Linked DNA regions of Anser cygnoides: region 1 is linked to region 2. The links are chromatin contacts, called in public Hi-C maps. All regions are on one chromosome and are shown on one strand. Each heading gives the region's core, a stretch centred on a gene start, on an enhancer-like site or on the middle of the called end of the contact. The rest is flanking DNA. Distances are from core to core; before and after follow the strand shown.

What was found. Hi-C and Micro-C count contacts between places; a contact is called where the count stands out from the background.
Region 1: a contact with region 2 is called in a Hi-C map of liver, with 2.4 times the contacts expected there. The contact joins the promoter of CTPS1 here to the promoter of DNAJC8 in region 2. A contact is called at or near these places in 3 of 7 Hi-C or Micro-C datasets (granulosa cells and liver).

The regions. Positions count from the first base shown.
Region 1 is chr24:895,726-902,523 of Taihu_goose_T2T_genome, forward strand. It overlaps CTPS1 (CTP synthase 1), which reads left to right and starts at 5,399. Exons shown (of 19, transcript XM_066982772.1): 1 at 5,399-5,578; 2 at 6,155-6,332; 3 at 6,732-6,798. The coding sequence starts at 6,167.
Region 2 is chr24:494,196-500,872 of Taihu_goose_T2T_genome, forward strand. DNAJC8 (DnaJ heat shock protein family (Hsp40) member C8) reads left to right here and starts at 1,647. Exons shown (of 9, transcript XM_066982592.1): 1 at 1,647-1,803; 2 at 2,635-2,736; 3 at 5,348-5,404. The coding sequence starts at 1,735. It overlaps ATP5IF1 (ATP synthase inhibitory factor subunit 1), which reads right to left and starts at 1,493. Exons shown (of 3, transcript XM_066982593.1): 1 at 1,334-1,493; 2 at 1,148-1,260; 3 at 642-941. The coding sequence starts at 1,426. The coding sequence ends at 800.

The DNA.
Region 1 (6,798 bases), core at 4,149-6,648, 410 kb after region 2:
TTCAGCTGCTCCTCATATATCTTCCCCTCTAGACCCTTCACTGTCTTCGTGGCCCTCCTTTGGATACTCTCTAACTCTTATATCTTTCTTATACTGTGGCACCCAGAACTGCACACAGTACTCGAGGTGAGGCCGCACCAGTGCAGAGCAGAGCAGGATGATCCCTTCCCTTGGGCAGCTAGCAGTGCTGTGCCTGGTGCAGCCCAGGGTATGGTTGGCCCTCAGCTGCCAAGGCACACTGCTGGCTCATGTCCAGCTTGCTCTTGACCAAAACCCCCAGATCCCTTTCTGCAGGGCTGCTCTCCAGTATCTCATCCCCAGGTCTGTATGTATAACCAGGGCTGCCCCTTCCCAGGTGCAGAATCCAGCACCTGCTCTTGTTAAACTTCATACTGTTGGTGATTGCCCAGCTCTCTAATTTGTCTAGATCTCTCTGCAAGGCATCACCACCCTCATGAGAGTCAACAGCTCCACTCAATTTGGTATTATCTGCAAACTTGCTCAGAAAACCTTCAAGTCCTTCATCCAAATCGTTTATGAAAATATTGAAGAGGACTGGTCATAAAATGGAGCCCTGGGGAACCCTGCTAGTGACAGGTCACCAGCCTGACATAACCCCATTTACAAGAACCCTCTGGGCCCAATCCATCAGCCAATTGTTCACCCATCTTATTGTGCTTTTATCTAATTGTATTCTGGTCATTTTGTCCAGAAGAATACTGTGAAAGACAGTATCAAAAGCTTTACTGAAATCCAGAAAAAGGTGCTTCAGGAATCTCCTGGACTGCTTGTCTCAGCTGTGTGATATTCCCAGTTGAAATCTTGCACGTTGAAGTCCCCCATAAGGACAAGGGCGTGATGGTAGCTAAAAAGTTCTTAGGGGAACAATGAGCTGGGATATATTTCAATTCAAGGAAAAATGTTACAGAGAATTACACTTACTCTTTTCTCTGACTTTTCTATTGAGGTTATGAACTGTTTGGGAAAGCGGTGAGCTTTCAGCGTGTGCCTGCACAGTACCTCAAATCTTCCTTTGGGCCTTGGCACATTTGGCTAGTACAAACAGCAGACACTAAAATAAACGCCAGTCACAGTGTTTATGTATTGTACATTGCAAACAATGAGACCAAAGCCCGTTTTGCCTCTTGGCATGTCACTGCTTTGCTGAATGTTCCTGCCCTGCCATGCAGATACCATGCTTCAGGATTTCTAAAGCTGACTCTTCACTAAGCAATGACGTTATCTCCTGCAGCACTGAGCCCCTGTGTTCTGTGGCCAGCAACGACCTTTTTGTCCCCAGAAGGGACCATCAAAGCAAATTCTGGTCATTATCAAATACCTGGACAGATGAGCTTTCCTGTACTCTATCGCAATGGCAAGACATTCAAGACTGACAAATGCACGAGTTGCAGGGATGGCTTGTGTTCACTTGTGGAACACCCTGCATCCCAGGGTGAAGACATCTCCACGGATCTCCTGGCAGATCTTTCACCTAGCCCTGTCACCTCTCATTACCAAGCCTCTTCTTCAAAATACCGTTCATTATCACAACAATGCCTGATGAGCAGCTCTGTGAGATGATTTTAAAACAGCTACCTGTTGTTATTAGGAAGAAAGGGACTGATTAGCCTCCTTAGACAATGAGAACAGAAGTAGTTACCTGATCTTCCCTGACAGCAGAGAAAATTTAACTAAAGTCTAGAAAAGACAAAACCAACAGTCAGTGCACCAAGATTTGGACATCATCCTGAGAGGCATCAGAGAAATCTCAGAGATGGAAAGGTGACAGTATTAAAATGGCAGATATAAATGACTGTATGGAAATGGAACAGGCTAAAACCATTAAAGGCAAATGATTCGGGACAAAATGCAACCTGCATGTTGACTGGAGGTAGGAAGTCTCTTTTCTCTATACCGTTCTTTTTCTTGAATGACTCACTACAAAGCCCTTGTACCAGCTTTCCCCGGTCACTAATAGGCAACTTACTGAACTAGAGGACTGGCACATCTGTCACAGCATTTTGGATTATAAGGGAACTTAAATTGCATGGTTCACGTACAAGGACCAGCCAGCTCTCCTGGGAGCAGACGTCATTAAGTTTTGCTCAGTCATGCAGGTAGAGAAGAAACTCTCGATAATCCTGCCTCTTGTCCTTGCACGCCGCTGTAATAGATTGCCTGGCAGCTGGCCTTACCTCTCTACCTCTCTAAAGTGCGTGAGCTGGAAACCCAGAACACTGAGGAGCCGAGTACACCCCTTAGGCTTCACACGTTCTGCCTGGTTCCTCTCAGACCACAAGCGTCCAGCAAAGCACTCGCCAGCCCCCCTCACAGAAGGGAACTTCATTTTTTCAAAGGAAAGCACAGCATTCTGGGTCTGTGAGTGGAACTTCTCTGTGCATTAAATCTGCTGCGAACACAACAGCCTGCAGACTGCGTCCTTGCCAGGCTGGCCAAAGAGTGACCAACAGCTCAATGAGCATCCATTGCCCCTTGAACAACAATCTGGCTTTGGCAGATCTCAGTTTGCATATATAGGATATGCAAAGCTAATTGGAACAAGACAGTGCAGGATCAGGCACCCAGCTGGCCCGTCTCATGGGTGGAGCTAAAGCCTCATCTCTTTGTTTCTCCATGTAGGAAGGATGCAGGCTCAGAGAGAGAGAGCAAGGCACCAGCTGTCAGTACTGAAAACATGCAGCTTTAATGCCCTTTTAATTGTAGATCTCAAAAAATCATCTCTAAAGGGTCAGAGTTCTCAACCCTGTCTTACACGGGAGAAACTGAGGCACAGAATGGTGACACGACCCCTCCCACCCCAGGAGGCTGCTGCCGGGGTGAGGACGAGGAGCTGGTCTCAGCCCTGCACTCTGTCCAACGGCAGAAGAGGTTTCATCGTGCAGAGCTGAGAGCTTTAATCCCTAACGCATGCTGCCTTCTGCAGTCACAGAACTGTTCCTTCCCACCCGCACCCCTCTCTGGTGATGTGCCGCCCTCTTCTCAGAGAGTCCTGCTCGCTGCCACCTTCTTGTAAGGTCACGGTCCTCTCACCAAAGCACTTCTTTCCTAGCATGGACTAGCGAGAACTCAGCACCCCAGCGGGCTCACTCCTTGCTTCCCTGGAGAGATATTTCTCTTCTTCACGGAGAAAAAGAATTGGATAGGCAGAGGCTCGAAAGTGAAGAAATCCCACCTGAAATAACCAAGGAGGGATCTTACCAGGAACTTACCAGGAGGGATTACAGTTCCCCGGTCCCTGCAGGATGGAGGAAGCATACAGACCCCTTTGAGACCCAGGGTGCTGGCAGACGCTGCCTGCCCTTCGAGGACACGCGTGGTGCCCCGGCGCCTGGTGCCGAGGTAGCTCGGCCCTGGCTCTTTGTTACTTCGGAAACTCTTCTTTTACTGTTCAATCCCACCATCTAGCGGACATTTCTCGCAGTACACTACGCGTCTTCTACACACAGCTCTCAATCATACGTTATTTTACATCCCTTGTAAGATCTGCCCAAACTCCTTTGTTACCCAGGGTACCAGATGTGGTTACTTTGCATTTTGGGGAGCACCCGATCAAGTTTAGAGCAGAAGTTCATACAGTTTCACCTCAGTAAAGAAGATGAACACTTTACACAAGGCCCGTATCAATTCTGCACATGGAAAAACTAAGGGAGCGGTACACAAGGCCCAAGGGGCCCTCCTGACATGGAGAACTGGGGATGGACCTTTACTGGCCAAAGCGATGATTTGTAAATGGAGATTTTTTACCCAAATCAAATTCTGTACAGTCTGCTTGCCACTTTCCAGTGAGAGCATAACCCCTGCTAAGTTCACAAACAATGAAACATCAGATAAAACCCAGTGGTGAGCACAGAGTGGAAACCAACAGAGCTTCTCCAGTGTGTTTCACTGGCTGATCACTGCAATGGCTTTGGTCCACATCTTGATGGGAACTGGTCAAGAGAAACTAAAAAAAATGGGATTTTTACAGTCTTCTCTGGAGAAGAAAGAGCAGTGTCATAACTCAGGTTGTATGCACCTCCTTTATTGAGAGAGCTGCCTCTGCCACCACTGAAGCCTTTTGGTAGATGTTTGGATCACAGTAGGAACTGTTTCATCACAGTTTCAGCAGCCACAGGGTAAGAAGTGATGGCGCATCTGGAGAAGGGCAGATGGCAGTCACTCCCGTGTCTTGATCTTTTGCTGCTTACAACATTCTTCATTAAAAAACAAACAAGAATGGTTTCCACAGGTACTCAGAGATGTGCAGAGCACTTCATCAGCATGTGAACTGCTCCATCTTGCCAACAGACTTCGTGCACCCCTCCAATGGAAGCACTTAGAAATGTTCTTGCATGGCATTTCAGATCGCTTCTTGTGGTGTGCAGCGTATAGCCGTGCTCGTGCCACATAAACCAGCTGGGTCTGTGTCCATTACTGCTTTCTGCAGATGTTGCTTCGGCGTGCCCTGCACAGCACAGGGGAGAGCAAAGGGGTGGAGTAGGTGCACCTCCTGTATGTGTGCTAATGCTGCGTAAATCTTCATTCTGGTGCACGGCTGGGTGCTGCCAATGCTTTCCTGCCTGGGAGGCTGCACCGGGGTAACCGCTTTACATTTTTTTTGTGAAGTTTTCAAACTGCATGGCACGGTCAAAAACATACATACAAGAACTTTATAAATGTGCAATGAGGACAAACAGCAAGGTTTTAAAATAAAAGTAAAGGGCATTTGATTTCACGTGACTCAGAGGGTTTGGCTCACCCCAGGTATTATCTCAGGCTCTTAGGGACAGATCAGGGCTGCCTCTGAGCTCAGGCAGAGCAGCTGGCAGAGTACTGGGGTGACAGAAAGGACAGGGAGCGAGTGTCCAGCCTGTCTCTGCTAGGTCCAGGCTTCTGCCGCAAAGTCCTCTGCTGCCGCCGAGGGAGAGGTCAGGGTGGATGGGGTTCCAGCTCTGGCTGCAGAAGGCAGCTGCACCAACTCTTTCGGCCTCGCGAGTTCTTTTCTGCTTCTCCAGTGAGTGCCGAGCAGTTCTTAGCACCCAGCCTGCGGGTGCCGGGCCCCCAGCCCCCTCAGTTCCCCGGTCTCCCTCAGGAGAGGCGGGGCCGGGACCCGCAGCAGCGCTGGGCGACGCCGACCGGGGCGGGACGGGACGGGACAACGGTTCGGCGTCAGGGGACGTGCTTAGGGACACAGCTTCCTGGCGGTGCCGGTGGCAGGGGGCACTTAGACCGGGCGCTCCCTGCGCCCTCACCCACGTTAACGGCCCTGTGACTGAGGGCCCGGCCCTCCAGCGGGGCGGCCGTTACCGGGCCCCGCCCCGTCAGGGCTGAAGCGCGGCTCCCCTCACCCCCCCCTCCCCCGCCACACTGCGCAGGCGCCCGAGGGAGGCCCGCGCTTGCGCCCCGCCGCGCGCCGGCCTCATGCGCCTCAGCACCTCGCCGGCTGGCAGCGGCTCGGCGCGCGCGCGCACCCCCGCCCGCTCCGCTCTGCTCCCCCCGCCCCGCCACGCGCCCTCCGCGCGCCGCCGCTGCTGCTGCCGCTCCTGCTGCTGCCGCCGCGAGGGCCCGGCGGGAACAGGTGAGGGGCGGCGGGGTGCGGAGGGGGCGCGCGGGCGGGACCACGCGGGCAGGCGCGGGGGGGGGGGGGGGGGGAGCGGTGAAGGGCGGGCGGGACCACGCGGGGGGGGGGGGGGGGGGGGGGGGGGGGGGGGGAGGCCGGATGGCGGGCGGGGGGGGCCGCGCCCTGCGGCGGGAACGGGGAGGGTGGGGGGGGCCTGAGGGACAGCGGGGGGGGAGGGTCGTGGGGGACGGGGGCTGACGGGGTGACGGGATGGGGGTGATAGCACGGGGGGTGACGGGGTGACAGGATGGGGGTGATAGGACTGAGGATGACGGGATGGGAGTGATGGGATGGGGGGCTGACAGGATGGGAGGTGACAGGATGCGGGTGATGGGATGGGCGGGTGACAGGGTGGGGGTGACAGGGTGGGAGGTGACAGGATAGGAGGTGACGGGACCGGGGGTGACGGGATGGGGGTGATGGGGGGGGCTGCAGGCGGTGCGGGCACAAGGCCGGGGTCTCTGAGCGGCGCTGGCGCTGCCTCACCGGGTGCCACGGCCGTGCGGACCCCGCTGAGGCTGTGAGGCGTCGCAGGCCGGCGGGCAGATGAAGTACATCCTGGTGACGGGCGGCGTGATCTCGGGCATCGGCAAGGGGATCATCGCCAGCAGCATCGGCACCATTCTCAAGTCCAGCGGGCTGCACGTCACCTCCATCAAGATCGACCCCTACATCAACATCGACGCGGGCACCTTCTCCCCCTACGAGCACGGTGAGCGGCCCCCGAGCAGCGCCCGGGTCTTCGGGTGGCTCCCGGGGCTGGTGGGAAGGTGCCAGCTCCTGCGGCTGCTCCTGCGGCTGGGACCTGCCAGCGGAGCCTGTGCCACGAGGCAGCCTGCAGCAAGGATGGGCTCTCGGGGGCTTTGGACTCTGGTCTTTTATCGCTGCAAATGAAGCTGGTGCCTGGTGGAGGGGTTCAGCCGTCAGTGCGTTAGTCTTCTTTGTTGGGCAAGGCTTCTAGTTTTATGAGCTGCTCCTGAATTTGCTGTAGCAACCAAAGAAGGTGTTACCCTGTGTTGAATTCTTTAGCTGTCACATGCAAAACCAGCAAGTTGCTGATGCAGACCATATCTCTGTGATGTGTGTGCGTGTGCCTTTCTGTGTCCTGCAGGCGAGGTGTTTGTGCTAGATGACGGAGGGGAGGTGGACCTGGACCTTGGTAACTACGAGCGCTTCCT
Region 2 (6,677 bases), core at 397-2,896:
CCATGATTTAGAAGAGGTTTTTTTTTTCTTTTGTTTATGGCACTAATCGCTAAGTGCAACAAAAGAACCTTTTATTCACACTCTGCTAGCGCAGTAGAGCACCGTCTTCTCCCTGCACGACCACGAATGACAATTTTCTTGAGAAAGTTATTTCTGTGTGAACAGGTCTCTACTCAAGTACCTTTTCACGTTTTTCTACTTTTCTTGCAGCTTTAACTGTAAAGTTAGCACACTAACAACCCGTGGTCATTTCTTTCAAAAAAAAACAAGAAATAAAACTGTAAGGTTATATACAGGACTGCCTACTTAAGAACAGAAGAACGATGATGGTTTTTGTCTACTTTAGGCCAGACATCAGGAAGAGGTTCTTCACCAAGAGGGTGGTCACCCACTGGAACAGGCTACCCAGGGAAGGAGTCACCGCACCAAGCCTGCCAGAGTTTAAGAAGCGTTTGGACTGTGCACGTAGTCACACGGTCTGAATTTTGGGGCAGACCTGTGCAGTGCCAGGAGTTGGACTCGATGATCCTTATGGGTCCCTTCCAACTCAGGTTGTTCTATAACTCTACGATTCTATACTTTTTCAGAAGAACTATGATGTTTAAAATCACACAGATTTTTTTTTAATTAAACAGTTACTGTGCAGAAGAGAGAGACTGAGTAGTTTATTTGACATTGTTGCAGATTGCAGTATAATAGGACAAATTTGGATCACTTTGGCCAAAGCATACAGTCTTCGATGCTGTTTTACACCACAATAAGCAGCGGCCGTACAAGGCAAACAGGACTCAGCAACAGCTTAGTCATCATCTTTAAGCTTCTTGATCTTATACTTATGACGCTCGATTTCTTTCTGCAGTCGCTCGATCTCTTTCTTGTGGTGATCGATCTCTTCCTCATGGTGCTTCCTTAAGGCAGAGAGCTGCTCCCTCTCCTTCTCCCTGCAAGAAGCACGGCACGGGATGCCCGGCAGCTCCCGGGCACGGCAGCGCACACCCGGGGGGCAGCGCGAGGCCCCGGCGCCGTGCCCGGGGGGGGCTGGCGAGGCTTCGGCCTCGCGCGCGGCCGGTGACCGACCGGGCCGGGCCGGGCCGTGCCGTGCGGGGCGAGGCGGGCCCCCGGCAGGCCCGGCCTCACCCGCGCTCACCTGAAGTACCGCTCCTCCTCGGCCGCCTGCTTCTTCCCGAAGGCGCCGCCGGCCTCGCGGATGGCGCCGCCGCCGCCGCCGCCCTTCCCGGCGCCTTTGCCCAGCTCGCCCAGCTGCGGGGAAACGACAGCGGTGAGGCGGACGGCGGCCGCGCGACCCCCCCCGCCCCGGCCCGCCGCCCCCCACCTGGTCGGCTCCCGAGCCCGAGCTCCAGGCGCGCTGCTGCTGCGCCACCAGGGCCCCGCGCAGGCCGCCCCGCAGCGCCGCCACCGCCGCCATGGCCGCCTGCCCTTGGGCCGCCGCGCGGACGAGGCGGCGGCGCGCGGGGGGCGGGGCCAGCGCCGCGCCCGGCCCCGGCACGTCGGCGGGGGGGCGGGGCGGGGGCAGGGGGCGGCGCCCGCGCCCGCCCGAGGGAGCCCCGCGCGGCGGCACCGCCCCCCGCCCCCCCACCCCCCCCGGCGCGGGGCGGGGCCTGTTGCCATGGCTGCGCCGCGGCGGTCACGTGCCGGGGGGCGGTGCCTTCCCCCGCTCGGCCTCGGCCTCGGCGTCGCGCTCGGGCGCGCGCGTGGCGTCACGCGGTGCTGGCCATGGCGGCTCCGGGGGAGCGCGGCGCGGGGGGCGCCGCCGAGGAGGCGTTCCTCACCTTCTACAACGAGGTACCTCGCCCCGCCCGCCCCGCCGCCGCCTCGCGGAGACGCTCCCCTGTCAGCGCCGGGGCCTCGGCGGCGCGGCGGTGCCCGCCCGACGGGGGGGGGGAAGGCCCGGCCCGGCCGGGAAGGGAAGGGAGGGGAGGGGCCGGGGGCGCCGCCGGGGCCGGGCCGGGCCGGGGGGGGACGCGCGGGGCGCGGGGGGTGCGGGGCCCTGCCCCTGCCCCTGCCCCTCAGCCCGCGCTGCTCCCCTGGGCCTGTGCGCGGCTGCCGTGTGTGGAGCTCAGCCTTGCCCACGGAAGGGCGCTGCCGATTTATTGGGGGGGGGGGGTTATTAAAAAAAATAACGGTGGGTTACCGTTAAAAAAAGAAGAAAAAAAAAAGCAAACTGAACGAAATTAGGTAATTGGTGGTTAGCATGAGGCGTCTGTACGCTTGCAGTGGTGTGACTGAACGTTTCATGGGCTCTCCTGCTGATGTTGGGTGAACGCCGTGCAGCAGGTGTCCAGGGGATCCCGATGGCAGTGCTGGTAAAGTGTAGGAGTGAAATGAGGCGACAAAGCCACAGCAGTTGAGCATAAGATATGTAAGAGGCAGGCGGAAGTATTTTTTTATTATTATTTATATTCAAAAGGTAACGTCAAAATCACTGTCATGCTATAGGATATGCTGAAAAAAATGTCCTGCTGATGTAAAGTAAAGTAAAGTAACTACAGGTTTGGGAGGATCAAGAGGTATTATCGGTTGTCACACTGGATGATAATTGGTATAGTGGTCACACAGGAAAGCAGGTGAGCGTGTTGTGATGGCCAGTTAATAAAGGTCTCTTCTGCTCTTCAGGTAAAACAAATTGAAAAACGAGACTCTGTTCTAACATCAAAAAACCAAATCGACAGGCTGACCCGACCCGGATCTTCCTATTTCAACTTGAATCCTTTTGAGGTTAGTCTGAATGTTTTATCCTCCTATCTGACTTAGCGTACCAAATCCTAGATTTAACAGGTATTTGTTTCAATAAAGAGACAAGCATCATAAAGACATATATTTCTAAATGTAGATTACAGTGCTGAAGTTTTGTAGAAGACAGGAGGGTGGTGCGTATGTGCTTGCTCTCTTCACTGTTTTATGACAGGTATAAACTATTCGCATGCTTCTCTCGTTTAATGGCACTGGAAGATTGGGCAGATTAATGCTAAGTACTTTCTGAAGGAGAATATAACACTACGGGTGTTACGCTGCCAGGTTCTTTTCTGACCACTCTTGATTCAGCATTTACAACCGTGTCTTTTATTTTGGGTGTTCATTCCACTGAACTTGTGTAGGGCGTAGAATGATAGCAGGGACTCCTACTTCTCATACTAGCGAGCAATTTTGAAGGAGTCCTTGTAAAACAGGTAACTCCCTTGCACATTGTATTGTTTCATTCCAGCTACAGTCAGTTACAAAGTCTTAATTAGTATGAAAGCTTGAGGAAGACAGTGACTATGGACTACACTTGGACAACATGGACAGTAAATGTGGACTACATTTAAATTTGATTTCCATTTAAATGTTGCTAAGATTTGTGAGAAGTCTTATTCGCCTTTGTCTTGTACTTCAGTGTTCAATTTTTTCTATTTTGGCTGAAGCAACCATTACCAATCAGAATTTTAGTACATTTCACCTCCCTGAGTCATAAGTGTTTTCCTGGCCCACTCTGTAATAGCTGGATAGAAACATTACTGTTACAAAAAACATTTTTTTCTCCACAGTATTCAGAAAAGTTGCATTTCTGTACCTGCAGGAAATCACTCTGCTTTACATTTGCATTGTATGCAGTAACATTTTGCTAGTTTGGAAAAGAGTATTGTGCATACAGTTTTCTAGCATTTTTTTTATACTGCATCACTTTTGCTATAACCTATGCTGATGGCTGCTAAGTTAATTTGTTTGTTTTCCCTATTCGATAATCATGATATTTTTATTTCAGTTGGTTTTGCTCGTGTAACGGTGGTGAAGAATCTGGGAATATGACGATGGTGGAATAAACATTAATTTTGTGCATTCTTGGGTAATTTTTTCTAAGTTGAAAGTTAGGCTAGATGATGATAGAGATCTTTTCCAACCTAAATGGTTCTACGATTCCGTGAAATGCAACGTATTCTGGTGTTCCCCTGGAACAGGATTTTCCTGTGGGTATTCAGAGAATCATGGAATGGTTTGGGTTGGAAGGGACCCTTAAGGATCATCAAGTTCCAACCCCCCTCCCATGGGCAGGGACGCCTCCCACCAGACCAGGTTGATCAAAGCCCTATCCGGCCTGGCCTTAAAGACCTCCAGGGATGGGGCATCCACAGCTTCTCTGGGCAACCTGTTCCAGTGCCTCACCATCCTCGTACTAAAGAATTTCTTCCTTGCATCTAATCTAAATCTACCCTCTTTTAGTTTAAAACCATTCCTCCTTGTCCTATCACTTTACTACTTGCCGAGTCCCTCTCCTGCTTTTCTGTAGGTCCCCTTTAGGCACTCTCAGGCTGCTGTGAGGTCTCCCCGGAGCCTTCTCTTCTCCAGGCTGAACGACCCCAACTCCCTCAGCCTGGCTTCACGTGAGAGGTGCTTCAGTCCTCTGATGATCTTCATCGCCTCCTGCTGACCCACTCCAACAGGGCCCCAAAGCTGAACACAGTACTCTGTGTGGGGTCTCATGAGAGCAGAATAGACTTCCCTCGACCTGCTGGCCATGCTTCTTTTGGCACAACACAGGTTATGTTGCTGGCTCATACTCTCTTTTCCGTTCACTGAATGAGCTCCTTCCTGATATCGTCTTCATCTGCTTCTCAGGTGCTTTTCAAAATCCTAATTTAAGACTGGTCAGCCAGATCAGGATCAGTCAATTTATCGTGTTAGTACTTGACTTGGAGAATAAATCATGAAGGCCATTTAAAAGGAGACCGTGGCTTTTCTGTGACAGTGTTTTTCATTTACAGATTCTTAATGTCAGACCAGTGTGCATCTGCAGTGAGGAGGTTCAGTTGCTACTTAGTGCTTCTGATCACTAAATTGATCGTCACATCCTTAAAGACCAGTAGATCGTGGGCTTGTTCGTGGAGGCAAAACAGTAAAACTCTCCTGTCTTCTTCTTTCAAAATGACAAAATCAGTAAATTCTTACAAAGTAGTGTGTTTCCTGCCTGACGTTCTCAGTTATGTATTGCCTGACAGTGTCCCAAACCACCATGTGCTTCCATTTCTGCTAAGCTAAGCAACAGGTCTGGTTGAAGGTTTTGTCCAAAGGTGGCTGTTCAGGGATGGCAGATGTCTGCACAAGACTTGAGTATGGAAAGTACTGTGGCATAATCAATGGAATGTAGCATTGCCAAAAGCAGAATGTTCCAAACATGGTGTCTCTTAAAATGTTTCTGTTTTACTAGGTGAAAATTCATGTCCTGAAAACGCTCTCTGATGGCAAATGCTTTCTGGCATTGTGTCTGTATGCCAATGTTTAGAGCTTGCTGCCAGGAACCTGAAACGTGGCGTGTACCATTAAACTTCCTGTGCTGTTGTGGTCTCTTTAGGTACTGCAGATGGATCCTGAAGCCACAGATGAAGAAATAAAGAAAAGGTTTCGGCAGGTATTTGGCTTTAGCATTTGAAGCCTCTGGAAGGAGACTAGAAGCTCTGTAGAGATTTTGCAGCTGTGCTTGGGGACGAGGAAGGTGGTAAAGTTTTATCTGACAAGTAGCCGTTTTGTGAAAAAATGCATATAACAATCTTGGTATAAATAAGGGGAGAGCTGCAGAAGGGTGCCTTGTCCATGCATGGTATTCTTCTCTGTAAAATGTGCCACTATGCTAATGTAAACTGAACTGCCCTCATATAATCAGTTTATTGAAGTTTAGTCCAAAGAAAAGGTCAAAATCTGACAAATTAAGATCTGAGAAAATCTATTTTTCTCAAATGTGTTGTCTTTGATCCAGAAGTTATCTGACTGTATATAATTATTATTCTTTTTTTTAAGAATTTCAGTGGTCATTTTTGGTGGTTGGGCTACCTGGGACAGCAGCAGCCCTACTCAGTGACTTTTCTTCATTGCTCCATGCAACACAGGAAACATCCCAGATTTATTCTGCTGCCAAATCTGCAGGAGAAATTTGAGTCAGTACATGCAACAAAAAGATGTGATATTCAGAGGGTTGCATCTTCCTACCTGATAGACATGAAGAACTGACTTTAGACAGGGAGCTGCGCTGGCTGCCTTGTCCGGACAGAGGAACATACGTGCGAAAGTGGTGATAGGATGTAGCCTACTCTTCACGGGGAATGGGAAGATAACCTATTTGTTGCTGAGTTCTCAGTTCTGCATATTAATAAACTGGGGCTGTCAGCTTTAGGCTGATAAAATACCACAAAAAAAGTTTGGAAAAAAGTGCATGGAATTTCTTATTAAAGAAATCAAAGATATAAGTGCAGAACTTGGAATAGCCAACAGAAGGAGAAAGATACTGGCTATTGCAAATCACAGAGTAAATCGGCACTATGCTGCTCTTGGGGGACAGGACCTTTTACCTGTGAACTAGCAAGTGTTGTGGGTAAAGTTCAGGAAGTAAATATTTTATGTTCTTTGTCACCAGTGCAGCACTGTGACTGGTTTTGAATATTATAGTAGGAAAGATGCAGATAAACTAGAGAGTCCGGACATCAGTGGCAAAAATAAAAGGTACAGAAAAAATAATGCCATATGGGGAAATTTTGAAAGAGCTTTTTCATCCTTTGAAAGGGGAAGATGGAGAACGTGTGTTTTCCAGTCCATTTAAGGTTGCACTAAAGATGGTAGCGATCAATGTCCTGTCTCTGAATAGCACAGGAAGAGTACAGGAGGAAGTTTCCTAAACTTTCAGTAAAGGA